Regions from separate parts of the Mus musculus genome. Here regions 2 and 3 are each linked to region 1. The links are chromatin contacts, called in public Hi-C and targeted proximity ligation maps. All regions are on one chromosome and are shown on one strand. The core of a region is the stretch at or near the end of the contact, and the rest is flanking DNA. Distances in the headings are between cores, read along the strand shown.

The links. A called contact is a pair of places that touch in the nucleus more often than the background predicts.
Region 2: a contact with region 1 is called in a targeted proximity ligation map of the NIH/3T3 cell line, with 30 read pairs. A contact is called at or near these places in 2 of 484 Hi-C or Micro-C datasets (embryonic stem cells and stem cell-derived epiblast-like cells) and 3 of 130 datasets of targeted methods (the NIH/3T3 cell line, embryonic fibroblasts and pancreatic cancer cells).
Region 3: a Hi-C map of uterus shows a contact between it and region 1, with 2.1 times the contacts expected there. A contact is called at or near these places in 6 of 484 Hi-C or Micro-C datasets (bone marrow-derived macrophages, embryonic fibroblasts, myeloid progenitors and 2 more) and 6 of 130 datasets of targeted methods (the NIH/3T3 cell line, embryonic fibroblasts, embryonic stem cells and 2 more).

What each region holds. Positions count from the first base shown.
Region 1 is chr19:16,385,073-16,388,858 of GRCm38.p6, forward strand. Gnaq (guanine nucleotide binding protein, alpha q polypeptide) reads left to right here. Exons shown (of 7, transcript NM_008139.6): 7 at 1-3,448. Among named protein-coding and RNA genes, the nearest start is that of Gna14, 49 kb to the right of the region's middle.
Region 2 is chr19:16,560,861-16,564,391 of GRCm38.p6, forward strand. The region is part of intron 2 of Gna14 (guanine nucleotide binding protein, alpha 14); the gene reads left to right. Among named protein-coding and RNA genes, the nearest start is that of Gm41811, 21 kb to the right of the region's middle.
Region 3 is chr19:16,597,352-16,600,751 of GRCm38.p6, forward strand. It overlaps Gna14 (guanine nucleotide binding protein, alpha 14), which reads left to right. Exons shown (of 7, transcript NM_008137.4): 3 at 1,589-1,743. Among named protein-coding and RNA genes, the nearest start is that of Gm41811, 16 kb to the left of the region's middle.

The DNA of each region.
Region 1 (3,786 bases), core at 24-2,523:
AGCAGCCTGCATCAGTGTGTGATTTAAGTAGATGGCGAGCGCTCTAAGGCTGCCGGGAAGTCAGACCTCGATGCTGGTCTCATTAGCGCTTGGCACTAATCTCAACTCCATAGACATCACTTTTCTTGAATAGCAAAGCTGGGAGAGTGACCAGCTCACTGTATGAACACGGACATTGCTGACTGGTAATGAAGTGCTCTCATGTGTTACTCTCCTGGCTCTTTCATCCCTTGCTCTAGAAAGCCCCTGTAATTTAATTAACAGACTGCCTGTAGGTATAGTGCAATTATGAATGCTCTGATCGTTGTACATACATCTCTCTTGATATTGCAACATCCATACTGGCTTTGTAATCATTAATTTTTTGGCAGATTGAATGTGCTGTATTGATATGTATCTATGTAATTGTATGTCTTATAGCTAATTCACATTTTGAATAATGTTATTTTATTTACTTTTTTAAGAGAGGAGAATGTAAATTTGTCAGTTTATTTCTGACTAGGGATATTTTTTTCCATTTAGAAAAGAAGAAAAAAAAAAAAACCCTTACTATTGTACAGAGCGGTACTAGCATCGTGCTGTCTAAAATCATTTGCACATTCCTGAGTAGAGGTGTGCTGACCTAAGACCCAAAGGTAATTTCATAGCAAACACACACCATCCGTCAGAGCTTTTATACAAACACGGAGACCAACTTTGTAGACCTTTTGCCATTTGACCTGGGGTTGGAATATGAGCTTTTATACGATTCATATTCTTATTTGGCAAATGCACAGTTTAGCATTACCTCTCTGGTGGCCTTTATTAGAAAGGCAGTTTTAGAAGCTATTTGTGATCCACTAAGGAAATGTTTTATCAGCTAGAGACCACTGCTTGCCTGAAAGGGCAACCTTAAATTTGGTGCAGCAAAAAACAAAAAAACAAAAAAAACAAAAACAAAAACAAAACAAACAAAACAAAAAATAAAAACAAAAAAATTTAAAAACACAAAAAGACAAAAAAGAAGAAAAAAGTAACATTTGATGGCCTGCAGTGTATAGAGAAAACCTCATCCCAGGATCATAAGTGTTAACCGTCCTAAGGAAGCGAGCTGTTCTGTCTAATAGAGCTGTAGTGGATGGAGCTGAGCCGTGCTGATACCAAGCTCAGAGCTGCTGAGTAAGGCAGGGAGAGGTGGCCACGTTGTCTTTATGAATTGAGGGTGCAGCTTGCTGCTGCACAGAGTTGAAGTCTGGCCTCACTGCACATCCTGGGGTGCATGACAGAGTCCCTTCTTCTGAGAAGGGAAAACATTGATCACCCTAGCTGCAGTGGTGCCTGCACACCTTACTCTATCCACACTAGTCAATGAAGCTAAAACTAATTTTGTTGTTGTTTCTCGTTTGGGGTTTTATTGAAGGGGTGAGGGGCGGGAAGGGCTTCTTAGTTTTGTACAAAAACAAAGTTTACTCATATGCTTTCTCTTCTATTGTGATTGCAAGTGTTCCTGTTGTCGATGCTCTAGGTAATGGAGGCTTGTGATGAGCGTTATGGTGACTTGGGCATGTCTTATTCAGAAGCAAAACACAGACCACAGAAACCTTTCCTCAGCATACCAAGGCAAGCAGCCATCTCATGAGTCACTCAGCACATGAGTGTGCCGTTTACAGATGATGTCGCCCTTTTGTGTGTGATACGGCAGTTCCCACCCACAGAGAATTCCTATTTGTAAATTGGAGGTTTATACTATGCCTTACAGAGCTTAAATTCAGAAGTCTGTGCCTCATGTCTGAAACAAAGGGAAAACACACGCCCATGCAGAAGTCAGTTAAGTCTTACAGAGCCTGTTGGGTTTTCCTTATCGTTTCCTTAGGAAGAGCTCTGTTGAATGTCCTGAGTAGCTGGGAAATTCTTCTTAGGAGCCTGCGTATATTGTTTACTGGCAGGTGGCATCCACGGCGATATTTAAAGAACACCTGGAACTTGGGGGCTTGGGGGCTTTGTTTTGTTTTGTTTTTGTTTAGATTACATTAGCAGGCCTAATCATTTTAAAGGGTAATTCAGCCAAAGGGCAATTTACTTTTTGTACTTCAGACTTCTATTGATTGTCAAGTTGTACGAATTGTAATTTAAAAATTTATACTGCCACATGATTGTAAATTTTAGTTGTCTTAAGTAGGAATTGGTGAAAAGCTGTTTATGCTGGATTTGGGTCAAAATGACTTGATTATTTGCAAAAAATAAAACTAATAATGGGAAGAAAGGGCTGCATAACAAGACACCGCAAGACTCAGATTCCCTCAGATGACCCCAGCGCCCCTTTGTTCTCAGTTTCTCAAAAGAACGAATGAAGTGAAACATAGCAGAATGTTAACCCATATAAAATAAAGTGTACCCAAATATTGTAATGTATATCGCTGCTCTTCTTAAAATTACGTAAGGCTTTCAAGCCACTCACATGGTAACTAACAGCATCTCGATTGATACAACTAAGGTGTACTTGGACATACTTTAATATTTGATTCAAAAGAGAAACCTTTGGTTAGAAACACATACAAAAGTGGAAGCTAATAATGTGTGTTTATCTGTCTCCGCACTCTTCCAATATAGGCAGCATTCCTAGATGTCCTGGCACTTGTGTCTTTGAGATCCCATTGTGGTTCTCTCGACAGGAGAAACGAATGCTTACTTCTGTGTGATTAGGCCAACGTTTGGGAAGCCGGGCACCTGCCATCCCACAGATAACCTGCTGGACGTCCACACTCTGTTCTTCTCGCAGTTGTCCTGTTTGCCACCATCCCCCCCGCTTCCGCCACCCTGCAGTAGCGTTCTTGCCTCTAGAGTCACCTGTCCAGAGTATGCATGCACACCTGATGCACAGTAGGTGCTCAGATACGTCCTCCCCACTCTCATATCTACTATGGAGACACCCATCACGCCATACAGTTTAAACCCAAAGTTGAATAACATTTTCGTGTTACAAAACCAGACACGAGGTAAAATTGGATCTTACTTAGATAAAGGAATTCTGTCTTTCATGGAAGCTCTGGCAGCCAGGAAGAGAACGCAGGGAAATAGATCATTCAGCAAGCCGTTTGTAGGATTAGAAAAGAAAGTGGAAAAAAAACACTATGTAAGTTTGTAGAGGTCACTCTCATTGAAACACGTTTCTGGCGGATTTCCTCAAAGGATTCTAACAGAAGCCTCTTGCCAGGCTCTGCATCCACCCTCATGTTGGAAGCCCTGACTAGATCTGTGTACTTAGGGAGTTTTGTCAAAAACATTTTTAACTTGCAGTATTTAAAAAAAAATCATATTTACTGTTCTTAAAATGTCATTCAAATGCATGTATTGTCTATTGTTTGGGGATGGGAACTAGTTTTTCAAAAAAAAAAAAAAACACACCTAATGTTGTATAATAATGCCCCTATGATCTTACTGGTTAAAAATACAGTATTTTCAGCCATAATCTTGTACTATAGTATTCTTCATTCTGAGTTTTGCTTCCCTTGAACTTGCCTAAGCCCCTCTGAGAATGCTCTGATCATAATGTGCATTGAAACACATCTTCCCTCCTTCTCACTTCCTAGGTCACAGGCACATTTCCAAAGTGGGCAGATGTCATGGTTTCTAAAGCGCACACACAACCTTTTCCCATTTGTGTACAGTTAGAAATGTCAGTCCCTATAGTGCAGATATGCAGGCAGTGCTTTCTGGATCTGTCCTTCAAATTAAGATTGGAAGGCCCTGGATTAATTGTGGTCTGTTTAAGAATGAAAGTAGCTGCTCGGTGTGGCCTCTGCAGAG
Region 2 (3,531 bases), core at 556-3,055, 180 kb after region 1:
AGCCTCCAGGAGCCACACCCTTGAAGAAGATGATTCTCCCTTCCCCAGTGCCCATCAACTGCCAGTAACTTCTCAGCAAAGAGTAGGGTTTCATGTGTCTCTCTCCCATACAGGCTGGGATGTTGGCTGGTTTGATCCTGTGCAGGTCTTGTACAGGTACCCACAGCTGTCCCAAGATCATGAGTCCAATAGCCCTGCCAAATCCAGAAGACACTGATTGCAGCCGTCCTCTCCAACCAGTGGCTCTTACCAGCATCCTGCCACTCTTCCGTGGTGTCCCCTTGTCTTGAGAGGATGGGGCAGGAGTCTGATAGGTGATCAGTCAGTCAGAGCTTGAGGACTCCACGGTCACTTATTCATCTGTGAGTCTCTGTATTAATTGTTGCCCACCGCAATGAACAAAGCTTCTCCAATAAGATCTGAGAGTTGAACTGATCTTTGGATATGAAGATAAGTATTTAGAAGGCAGTTTGATATTATGTCCATTTAGCAAAATAATTTTAATAGATTCTCCTCTAGGGTTTCTGATTTTCCAAGTCACTGGGTTACTAGCCAGGTTTGTAGTACCAGGTAGACGTGAGTTTCTCTTGTGAAGGAAGCCTTAAATCTAATCAGAAAGTCATTGGTTATCTCTGTAACGTTTATCCTACTATAACAACAATGTGTATATGTTACCAGGCCAGTTGTTCCTGTAGCTCACAGCTGGAGAGTCACAGCTGGCTAAGGCTGTTGATGGCTTTTCTTAGACAGTAATAAGCATGGTACCTTCTGGCAGTATGGAAGGTAGTGATCAGGAAGGAAATTTCCTGATCAATACCAGCTTGATTTTTCCATGTCTGAGACCAAAGAATATAGCATGTTCAGCAATATGGTCTTACCATCAAGTTCTGGCCAGCAACCAAGGACAATGGCAAGAGCCTGTATTGTTTTAAGGATTCTCTTGGCCTTTCCTACCCCAAGCAAAATAAAGTCAGGTATCCTACAGTGGAGACTGGGATTTTTGTTTAATAATCTATGAATGTTGTAATGAACCATTGTAATCATGAAAAATGAAATGTGCTTTTGAAATAAAAAATAATACAAAGCCGGGCGTGGTGGCACACGCCTTTAATCCCAGCACTTGGGAGGCAGAGGCAAGTGGATTTCTGAGTTCGAGGCCAGCCTGGTCTACAGAGTGAGTTCCAGGACAGCCAAGGCTACACAGAGAAACCCTGTCTCGAAAAACCAAAAAATAAAAAAAAATAAAAAAAATAATACAAACACTATTTAGAAAGCTAGTGCTTTAAATAGTGTGTTAACAAGTATCAGAGCTAGCAGCTAACTCAATCTGTCCCATATTTTAGGTTTCAGCATGTTTGGTGGATCCCTGGTCATGTGCCCTTTCCCTATCATTTCCCTGATCTGTAGTAGCATGCTTGCTCTTACATTGTGCCAGAATTGGAGCTCTTCCTATCCCCTGTGGCTGCTAGCATTCTCCAAAAGTCTGTGGATTTTGCTGTGCTCTGGGACCTTTTAGAGTGGAGACATGAGGAAACTCAAAGGCAGTGACCTACTCCCTGGAGCCCACAGCTTTCATCCTGTTTTCCACTGAGTCTGGAAGGGCAGAGAAGCCCATGCATTGTTTCCTTCTATCATTATTGTGACTAAATGCCCGGCAGCGGCATCTCACAGGAAAGGGGTTTACACGACCCCCAGCTCAGAACGTGTGGCTCAGCACGGCAGGGTAGAGCTCAGGTTCTGGCAGTATGGGCTCGCAGCATGACTTCTTCACATCGTGGTGACTCAGGACACACAGACTGTCACTCTATGACCTGTGTCTGGCAGCTAAGTTCTACCTCCCAAGGTCTACAGTCTCTCTCAAACAGCACCACTAGTGAGGGACCAAATGTTCAATGCATCATGAAGGCTCGTGATGGGGACTTTCCACATTTAAGCCATAATAACCCATCTATGGTTCTAAGATTGATCATCACAGTGTGGGAAAAGCTATTTCCGTGGCACTCGCAGCGGAGACCTGGGTGTTGAGAGGCAACCGTAAACTGACTAATACATTGGCCTGCCTCCAGCCATGGAATATTAATCAAACTTGTTATTTTAAAGGTGTTCTCCATTACACTGAGTCTTATTCAGTCACACAGTGTCTACTGTAAACCTAGAGGGTGATTTCTACATCTATTTCCCCCTCAATAACTGCATTGTACGGTCTGAGTATCTGCTGTGGGCCTAGGCTTGTTCAAGGTGTGTTGTTAACCTAGGAAATCGAGGGTTGCCCAGGCACAGCTTGTTCCCATCTACTTTACTGAAGAGAAGCCAGAAACAAAGAGGTCAAATCGTTTGCAGTGAAATGTAAATAGTATGTTTGACTTTGACTCCAGATGGCTGACTTCATTGTCTTGAGGGACTCTGTTACCATCAAAGACACAGTTACAGGTACAGCAATGGAAGGAAGCATTGCTCTAAGCTGGTGACACTGGCTGCCAACACCATTTGTACTAATTTGTGTGGACAAATAGTTATATGGTACTTGTCTCTGGGTTTTATATGTCATAAAATGCCTGAATATAATGTGTTATATCATAAATCTGTTTGTTCTCAATAAGCTTTTCCCTGAAAAGTTCCTAGAACATTTTTATGTAACAGGTGCATTGCCCTTATCCTCAAAAAGTTGACAGTTCACAAAGGTATTGTGTTAAGTGAAATAAGCCAGGCACAGAAAACCATATATTAAGAGTTAATTTTACAGAAGTGGATTGTAGAACCTCAGTCACTGGAGGCAGCACAGGTTGGGGATAGGGGAGGTTTGGTAACGTGTGCTACATTGCAATTGCATGATAGGAATGAGATTTAGTGTCCTGCAGTACAGCCGTATGGCTATGACAAACACATGCTATATATTTATATAGAGCAGAAGAGTTTGAAAATTTCCAACACAGAAATGATAAATGACTATGCATATGTAATATGTGGTGGTTTTTAAGAATCTCTCAGTTCATGGGGAAGGAAATACATCAGTAGAACATTTCACAGCTGTGTAGTAATTATCAGAGATGAATGAGTCCATGGTGTCAGGAAGGCATAAGGTAGGGACATGAACCCCACCCAGGTCAGCTCACAGCTTAGGAGGCGGTGCTTTTAGTCTGTAGGTCAAGAAAGTCTCAATGAGGTTCAATTCCTTTACCATAGCTACACTACTGGGAGCTGGGGAGCTTGGTTTGAAATTACTGGCCCAGTGTTGTCTACCCAGCAGGAGTAGAATTCATGCCCAAGTGAGTTTGCTATGGATGACTGTAAGAGAGTAGGCCATGCCTGGTTCTTCCTCCTCTCTGTCTTGGTTCTGAGTTCTCTGAAACAATCTGGAACTAGAGATGAAACCAATAAGCATTATCATTCATGTAGCCTGCACTTCCACTGCTTAGAAAGCTCCCCTGTGACTTCCAGAAAAGGAAGACATCCAGGAAAGGAAGACTTCCTACAACAGCTTCTGCCAGGCTGGAGGTGGGAGGGGAATAGGAAGATTTCTTTTTCTTTTCT
Region 3 (3,400 bases), core at 145-2,644, 210 kb after region 1:
ACTCTCTATGAGAGCCTGGTCATCGGTGATGTTTCTGCAACTGCTGGCTTGCTCCCAAACTCTTCTGTCTTCCAGTCTGACTGCTTCTCCCTGAGACTCTTAAGACCAGCAGGCTCACTTTATTCATCTGCTTCCTGGGCATACATTGATGCTGACCAACCTTCCCCCTCCCCCATCCCTCTATTCCCCTCATCCTCCCCCACCCCCCCTGCCATGTAGCATGGCAGTGCCCCACCCAGTCCTCTGTCAACTGTTTGGCTTTAATTCTCAACAGCAAAGCTGGACTTCATTGTTAAATTTAAGAAAACAGCCTATGGTGCATGACATGCAAGAAGGGGCGGAGTTAGCGAGGTAACTGGCTGAGAGGCACCACCGTGAATCCCCAGATTCCTCTGTGGACTCCCCCCTCTCTGCAAGGCGTCTCCCCACACTAGTCATATCCCATGGCTGTGGATTTCTGACATGCTACATAGATACATGTGCCACATGTGTTTATTGAGCTCACATTATCAAAGAAAGCACCAACTGCTTGCAGAAAAGGAGCTGAACTCTTGGATAAAAGCACAAGTGAGATTTTTTACTCTGCTTTTGTGGAGTTTTCCCGGACTTGTTTGAAGACAGAGGCACATGGCCACTTCAGATGTAGAGGGTAGAGGGCAGTCATAGGGCAAGAGGAAACAACAGAGCGGCAATGGGAAGCCAGAAGGTTGGGGACAGTACCTATGCTCTACTCAAGGCCCTCCAGGACCCTGGATCACGCTCTCTGGCTAAGGACAGTGGAAGGAATCACATGCAGAGGTTCAGGTGCGATGGATATGCGCTAGGATTGCAAGTGAGAAGTATCCACTGGGCATACACTCTCACAGAGCTCCTGCCTGTAATCCTTAGTGTGCTAACGGAGTAATAGCTACAATAAACACTGTCTAGTAGTTGTCGTGCAGAGCAGGTGATCTGGGAGTGGTTCCTAGGTGGGAAAGAACTGTGCGCTGATTGATGCACAGGACTACGTGGCTGGCATATGGGAACTTTCTGTTGAGCTGAAGATTTCTGCTGAATCTTAATGCTGCTCTACAAAGTAAAATCTACTTCAAAGAAATACAAAGAAAAAGAAAAGGAAAAAAAAAAAACTTAAGAGGGAGAAAAAGGGCAGGGTGACAGTTGGCACTGATTTTTCCGTTTACAGAGAGAGTGTGTCCCTGTTCTTACACCTGGGGCCAGTCCACTTCTAACCAAACAATCCTGGTTTGTGACTGATACAACAGTTTATGTCCATTGCTGGCTACATAGATGTTGGAATGAACAGAAAGTGGGAAAAGTGAAAGTGGCTACAGGGCGTGGGTGTCTCTGTTCACACCTGGGTGCCGGGTCTGAGCAGCTGCCTCTGCTATTGCTGGACTGGAGGCGCAGGTCTAGTGCGGTCTGTTTCACGTCTCTAGACTGAGCAACCAAATCACCCCGCCTAGTCTTCTGGTTTCTGAGGGTTTGGCTGTGCACAGCCCAGCACCTGTCAGAGCCCTCCACCCCAGATCATCCCCTTATCTGTCATGCTTTTCTGTGCTCAACGTGGTATTTCCTTTCCGTTGGACAGGAAAATGCCCAGATCATCAGGGAAGTGGAAGTAGACAAGGTCACTGCACTCTCTAGAGACCAGGTGGCAGCCATCAAGCAGCTGTGGCTGGATCCCGGAATCCAGGAGTGTTACGACAGGAGGAGGGAGTACCAGCTGTCAGACTCTGCCAAATAGTGAGTACTCAGCCGGCAGCTGCTGCTAAGCCAACTCTGCAAGGCTTCACTTCCCAGGAGGCAGAGAGGCAGGGGGTGTGGGTGGGGGTGGGTGGGGGAGTGAGGATGTGTGTGGGTGGGTGTTTCCCCTGACCTCCTGGCCTGCTTCTTGGCCTCTTCTCCCCTAATTCTCTGTCCCAGATGTCCCTTGGGGTTAGCAGCCACCTTCTCTCACCCAATTAAGTTGGAGATTCCTTTAGTGGAACGGATCTAAGTTTTGGAGCAGAGGTTATGATTTAAGCAAAGAACACACCTGCCTGTGGTTTTTCCGCTTTCTTCCTCTCTGTATCCCTCTGGAAACTGCAGGCGGGCTTAGGCTTTGCTTAAATTGGTTGCCGATCTTGTAGTGCCCTCTAGTGATAGACATTGGCATTGCAAGACCAGCACACAGGCCTCTCGGCTGGCTTATTTGACCCTCTCAGAAAGTCAACCACTTAATGTATTTGGGATCCATAAAGCTTTAGATTTAAACCATCAACATCATCAAAATTTCTATCGCATACTATCTTGGAGATATCACAACATTTCTTCTTTCTTAAGAGTCCCCTAGGGCTGGCTGTGACCCACAGGTGACTGAGCACACAGCTTACTTCTTGGGGTTGCAGCTTGTTTATGCTCCTGCAGTTTGGTTCCTCCTCCCAGGACCACGAAACTCCCCAAACCCACTCCGTTCCTTTTACATGTTGGCCTCTTCCTGAACTAGCTTGGACTGGACAAAGCAGCTGTCAGGGAAGGCATCGTTAAGGCCCATGGCTTTTAATGACTTTGCCTAGACATTTGTCCCATGCAGCACTCAGTTCAATCCAGCTTGGCACAATTGATCTAATTACATCAGCAGAAAAGCACGATGTCGGGGGGCAGGGTGGGGGGAGAAGGAAAGAAACCACTAAGACGCTAGACTGGCAGCAGAGAGGGGAGGAAGCTAGCCTCCCAATGAGATGAGCATTCTGTCCAAAAGCTAGTGGGTTCTCCTGTTTCCTCCCAGAAGCGGCCCACTGTTACTGGCTCTGAGATGAGCCTCTGGATTTACATCCATTTGGAGAACGCTTGCCAGAATGACTGTAAGATTAACTCAGCGTAAATCTTGAAAACAGAAGCAAGTCCGCTCGCTGCCAGGCGTGTGAGGGGTGACTGGGGAGGTGAACAGAGTTGTACAGAAGACAATAGCATTTAATAAGGGAAGTAGTTGCCAGCCTTGAGCGTCATGGATATGGTGGTTACATGCCTAGCTACCAGCACTGGAGAAGTGAGAGCAGGGGGTCAAACATTCTTAGACATTCTCAGTCAGGTGAGTTTCAGGTCAGCAGGCAACCTGAGTTAGACCCTGTCTCAAAATAGCAAAAAAAGCAAAATGAAACAGAACAACAACCCCCACCCCCACTATGACATAAGTTACTTGTGCATTTTCTTGGTCCAAGTCAGTGGTTCTCAGTCATCTGCTAGTAATGTCTGCGTAATTAGATGTCATTTATACTGTGCAAATGAGTGTACCAGATAGTGTGCTAAGGGCTATGTGGCAACCAGTTAGTGACCTCTAATCTCAGACAATGTAGTCTGCTGGTTCAGTCAATCAATCAATTAATCAATCACTGTAGTGTGTCTTCCTTGCCTCCCACTT